Regions from separate parts of the Hordeum vulgare genome. Here region 2 is linked to region 1. The links are chromatin contacts, called in public Hi-C maps. All regions are on one chromosome and are shown on one strand. Each heading gives the region's core, a stretch centred on a gene start, on an enhancer-like site or on the middle of the called end of the contact. The rest is flanking DNA. Distances are from core to core; before and after follow the strand shown. Region 1 holds the start of LOC123442913 (26S proteasome regulatory subunit RPN13). Region 2 has its middle 71 kb from the start of LOC123442913.

The links. A called contact is a pair of places that touch in the nucleus more often than the background predicts.
Region 2: a Hi-C map of seedling shows a contact between it and region 1, with 2.4 times the contacts expected there. The contact joins the enhancer-like site here to the promoter of LOC123442913 in region 1. A contact is called at or near these places in 2 of 6 Hi-C or Micro-C datasets (leaf and seedling).

Annotation. Positions count from the first base shown.
Region 1 is chr1H:431,998,552-432,001,251 of MorexV3_pseudomolecules_assembly, reverse strand. It overlaps LOC123442913 (26S proteasome regulatory subunit RPN13), which reads left to right and starts at 1,338. Exons shown (of 14, transcript XM_045119097.1): 1 at 1,338-1,650; 2 at 2,668-2,700. The coding sequence starts at 2,694.
Region 2 is chr1H:432,069,197-432,072,219 of MorexV3_pseudomolecules_assembly, reverse strand. No RefSeq gene overlaps it. Among protein-coding and RNA genes, the nearest start is that of LOC123442913, 71 kb to the right of the region's middle. Within about 2 kb of position 1,544, at least 3 of the 3 cell types and tissues checked have open chromatin away from gene starts, as enhancers often do. A contact at or near this core is called in leaf and seedling, where this site is marked.

The DNA of each region.
Region 1 (2,700 bases), core at 89-2,588:
ATATAAAATAGCATATAATTGCATAAAAAGCATACAAAATTATTAATATAATAACATAGAACAATAAAAATCTATCGATACGTTGGAGACGTATCAACCTCTCCCGAAGCTTCTAGGGTTCTTTATTGTCTAGAAAAAATTGTTAAAAATTGGCATCGTATTTGAACCTTCCTAAATATGGATTTTATGTGAAACCAAAAATAAACAAAAGAACATGAACTGACATTGGATACTATATTAATAAGTTAGCCAAGAAAAATAATATAAAATGATATAGAAGCCATAAAAAGTGATAATATAATAGCAGTTATTAATATAAAATTTATAGATACGTTGGAGATATCATTTACCTAATGGAAGGCTCTTTGCTTGGAGCTTGCCGCTGCAAGCAATGCACCGCCAAGGAGTGTTGCACAATCGGATCCTTCTAGCACATAAAAGCTCGTCTGTTGCGAGGACAATGCTACCTGCGAGCTATAATGGACACCCACGACGAGTCTTAGGACGAGCTCTAGGAGGATCTCGCCGACGAGGAGGCGATATATGAGGAGCTAGATGCAAAGGAAGACATCATTGACATTTTGTCCGACGAGGAGTATGCCTACACTTGGACTACATGATTAAGTTTATGTTCTAATTATGTTCATTGTTTAGTCATGCTTGTATATTGTAGGAGGGCTTGACTTTTATAATGTTTCATTATGTGAGTAGGATTAACTTTTTGTTTGAGTTGTGTTTAATTAGTTTGAATTATGGAAATGGAAGTGAAGAATGCAAGGAGCATGAGATTTAAAAAACATTTTTTGGAATGTTAAAAATCCGATTGACGAACTGCGAGCTGACGATAGTAAATGTTTCTCTCGTGATGGCAATTAACACATTTGGGACCATAATTTATATTTTTAAAGTATAACAATTTTCATCTTTTCATGTTGATGCATCATGACAATTCTCTCAAGCCAGCATTTCAAATCGTGAGCATGACAATTTTCATCATTTTTTAGGCTAACAATTCTTCATGCTCTAATCATGGCAATTACTTGTTACATCATGACAATATTCTAACAATGTTTAGTACAACATGGCAAAAATTACTTTAGAACATGACAAATCCTCAACAACATAAATTTATCTCTTTTAGTAATTTTTGAATGTTCAGTTTACCCGAGAAAACGTCATATGTGTATTGTCATCCAATATTTTTGTGTTTATTTTTTTTCATCAATTAGAAACCACCCCAATACCTAAGAATTTTGAATCTCAATTTTGAGCTTTTCTGGATTGAAGTTTCTAGTTGTTCTTTTTTACGGGTGTTTTTAGATGTTCTTCGCTAGGGTTATCATACCATAGGACTACCCCCACCCCCTCTCTCGCCCCGACTCCCATCTGTCACCCTAATCTCTCGCCCCTCTCTCGCCGCCCCGCGAGTCCCCACGCCGCTGCCGCCCCGTCGGTTGTCGAACGCCGCCCCGTCGCCGTCGCCGTCGCCGTCGCGAACCTCCGCTCCGGTTCCGTCTCCGCCTCCACGCCTGCTCCGTCCCCGACGTCACACCGTATCCTGCCTCTCCCTCTTCTACCTCAACCGCGGGGAGCGCCTCCCTCGCCGACCTCCACTGCCCCTCTGCTACATCGCCCGCCTATAGCGAGAAGGTGAAGCTCACCTCTGCCCCCCCCCCCCCCCCCCCCCCCCCCCCCCAAAAAAACCCCGGCTCGCTGCTATTTTTTTTTCGTGTATGTTTTTCTATGTCTGCAGGAAGTAGATCACACTTTGTTTATATTGCGGAAATCGATAGACATCTGTTATTGTCTGTATGTGCAGCATTGTGTACGTTTGGGGAATCTGATTGTGCAAATGGTGGAATTTCGTTTCATTCTCTATCAAGTTTGCCATTATTATCTTCAAAGATGAAACATCGATATGTTTTTATTTGTTTAGATGAATGATTTGGCAAGAAAATGACAACAACCAATTGCGAGAGGAGCCGGTTTAGTTGTTGTAATGTGTGCTTGCATGATTACAGCTAGGGAATACACCTTGAGGATAACAATTGGCTGTAAGCTGTATGGTTGATAATGATATAGCTAGGAGTCAATCTTGAGATATACTACCTATCATTCTACTGGCAAAAATTGCTCATATCAGCTTATAATGACAAGTGCTTCTTTTTTCTGTTTGTGTATACTATCTTAAGAGAGAGACAATTGTTGAATGATAGCATCCGTACTTCTATCAAGGAACAAACAAACAGCAATGTTTTTCCTAGTAGTTGGTCACAAACATAGATTGATGGCTCAGCAACCAATGTTTAGATGCTCTATAGAATGTTTCTGTCTTAGACTATCAGAGATTGAAGACGCAAATACCATGGAATGTGGATAGCCATGCCCATATGCTGTACCTGCTTTTCTGCTAATCTCTTCAAAAGTTTGTTCTCTGTAAGCAAGTGCATCTAGAACCTTTTCGTTTTGATATGCACGAAGTACCAAAGCAGTTACTTTGGTCTACCATACCTCATCTTCATTGCAATTGGAAGGCAAGGCTCAATTCTTCTTAGAAGTGAAAGCCAAGCAAATGCTTATGTTACTTATCAGTTCTCACTCGCTTGATTTGATTTGGAATACAAGACTTGTTGTTATCCTGTACTTATCTTTTTTCTCCTAATTTAGGACCTGTTCGTTGGGTACTGCCATCGATGGAGA
Region 2 (3,023 bases), core at 295-2,794, 71 kb before region 1:
CCTCCTCCTCGGCCTCCTCCATGTCTTGGGTGTCCGAATGATCTCAAAACGAGTTATAGTTGAGACATCGATGCTAACGGTGGCCGAGGACTCCAACGATGCGAGGAATTTGGCCGTGTTCATCTCCGCTCTACGATGTCAAAGCAAGTACTATAAACAATCACTATTGAATACCAACGGGACGCGAGGTTATATTTTTACCTTGTTGGGATTTCATCAAGCACTTGGCAGTCGCGTTTTTTTTTGTTGTGGGTTGTGGTTGTCGCTCGCGCCGGAGCAGTTGTCGTAGGGGCAGTCGGAGTTGCCACACGAGGCACGGGCTTTGGACTGGGCACCGTCGTTGTCTTCTTCATCTTCTTCTTGGCAGTCGCCTCGGCGAGCGCCGCCGTCGGCTTTCGAGCATGTTTGCCTCCTGTAGGTGCGGCGGGAGGGCGAAGTGTTGTTATCACAGATGTGGTGGCCACACCGGACACCATTGGCGCGGTTGGAGGCGGAGTTTGGAACCGGTGGTTCTTTGTCATCCCCAAACTTTTTTTGGCACTCGCGGCGGGAGGGCTATCTATTCCGGCCGGCTCGGAGGTCATAGGTGGCGGCTGCGGGGGGGTGGCGGCGAGAGGAAGTTTTACTCAGCTGCCGCATGATGGTGTATATTTAGGAGAATCTTGGGGGATATAGAGAGTTGGAGTAAAAAATTATACTCCTTTAACGTTTTTAGGGGATCAGCAAGGTCTGTCATAAGGATGTAAATCAAAAAAATTACTTTCTTATGGCTGTATTGGAGATCAGTTAGAAATACCCTTAGACAACATCATCTTCGCATAAGCACTTGGAACTTAGAGACCAAAGTATATGATAGTTGAGTTGGCATCTGAGAGATCTAATCGTTGGTCTTTGTTTTTCTCAAACTTGAGTCGGCGTGCTCACGATGATGAATATGTAACTCTAAAAGAGGTATCCTCGTCAACCATGGAGCCAAAATGTCGCTCTCCTGCTTCCATGGAGTGCAGAATTAATTGGGCATGTTTTTACAGAAAGAACAAAGTGCAGGTTTACCTTCTTTCTTTTTTTTGCGGGGAAGATGCAGGTTTACCTGAATTTTGAATTTTGCTTATATGTTTCAACCAAAAGACTAAAAAAATATTAGATACAATTCCAAAATACAAATTTCAACAGATCTTTTGTGAAACTACAAGACTGCGGCTGGGTCTAAGACTTGTTTAATGTCGATTTCAACACATGGTTTACATGAATACAGTAGATGAAACATGTTGAAACATCTCACACAAAAAGTTCAGCAAAATTCACAAAAATCTGTCTCGTACGCGTCTTCCCGCAATGGTGCGGCGTATATCATTGATCATTTGATCTGAACATCACAGAGAAGCTAACAGTACTTGTCCAGGGAAAACCCAGCCCGTTGGATGAAATCGAAACGCAATGATAGCCTTCGAGAAAGTAGGCCGCACTGCCCAGCACAGATGGAACAAGTGTACTTCCGTGCCATCGCCATCCGAGTCCGAGTGTCCGACTGCTGCCCGCAGCACACATATGTGTGGTGCCCGCAGCCCACGTCGACGGAAGGACCTGGCTTTCCTTCGTGCCGAACCATAATGGCCTGAAGCTTGTTATTCCCTCTCCTCTTCTAAACACGATGAAACGCAGATAAAAACTCAAGTTTCAGATGTTTGTGTGAAGATTAATTAACATGGTAATTAAGGGGATTAATCCCTCCTTGTAATAACGACAAAGAAACAACACGAAAGGAACGAAACTTTCGCTGGAACTGCAGCGAATAGGAAAAGCAATCGCACACCCGACTGATATAATGGCCGGCACATGTGATTGTGCGAGCCATCGATTTTGTAAAACTTATCGAAGGTTCGTGGCCGGTTTCGGAAATCAGTTACTCTCTTTTTCGTATTTTGGTTTGTTTTTATGTTTTGTTTTCTTTTTCTTTTTTATTTTAAAAATCTTAAATTTCGACAAACATTCAACATATTCACAAATTGTTCTTTTTATGAAAATAATTAAAACATTCCAAAACAATCACGTTTTTTAAAATTGTTTTTGTTTTCTAAAAATGTTTGGAATTTTGAATTCTTTTCACATTTTGTAAAAATGATCCGAGTTTCAAAAAAGTTCCTGTTTTCAAATATAGCTTTCCATTTCACGAAACTGTTTGTAATTACAATAGTGTTCATGTTTTAGAAAATAGAGTTTCAAATTTTGTTCATGTTTTCAAAAATTGTTTGGACTTTTGATTTTTGTTCAATTTTATAAAAAATATTCAATAATTCTAAAAGCTTTCCAAAAATTTCGAGATTGTTTATGTTTTCAAAAAAATGTTGGCACCCAAAAATAGAATTAAAAATTCTTCCTGGTTTTAAAATTCTATTTCAAAATTGTTTACAATTTCAAGAATTTTTTTGACAATTTTAAAAAAGCGCATTTGAATCTCAATGGTGCAATGTCTTCTCAAATATTTTTCATATCATAATAATCACTAGCAATCATCGGTTTTGTTGGCCAGCAGCGCACGTACATGAGTACGTGGTCGTGAATTTGGGAAAATTCTATATGCCGCTCACTACATCCAATTGTCCATGCTTCGCACAGGGTTGCGTAAACCGTCGACGCAGTAGCTAGACTTTCCTTGTCGGTTTTTTCTGGTTTTCAGAACCTTTTAGAAGGTTCCCTAAACCGGTTTTCTATTTTTTTATTTCTATTTTCTTTATACTGTTCTGTTTCTCTTTTTTCTGTTTATATTTCAAAAATGCTCTGGATATTCAAAAAATACTTGGGATTTACAAAAACTGGTCTTCAAATTCGATAAATACTTTTACACAATAGAAAAATGTAATGTTTCTTCTTTTTTCCAAAAATTGTTCTGGATTTTTAAAAATGTTTGGAATTTCATGAATTGTTGGTCAAATTCGGAAATGTTTTTTTCTTTTTACAAAAAAGGTTCTGGATTTTCACCAAAATGTTCTAGAGTTTCAAAAAATGTTCCGTACATTCAAAAA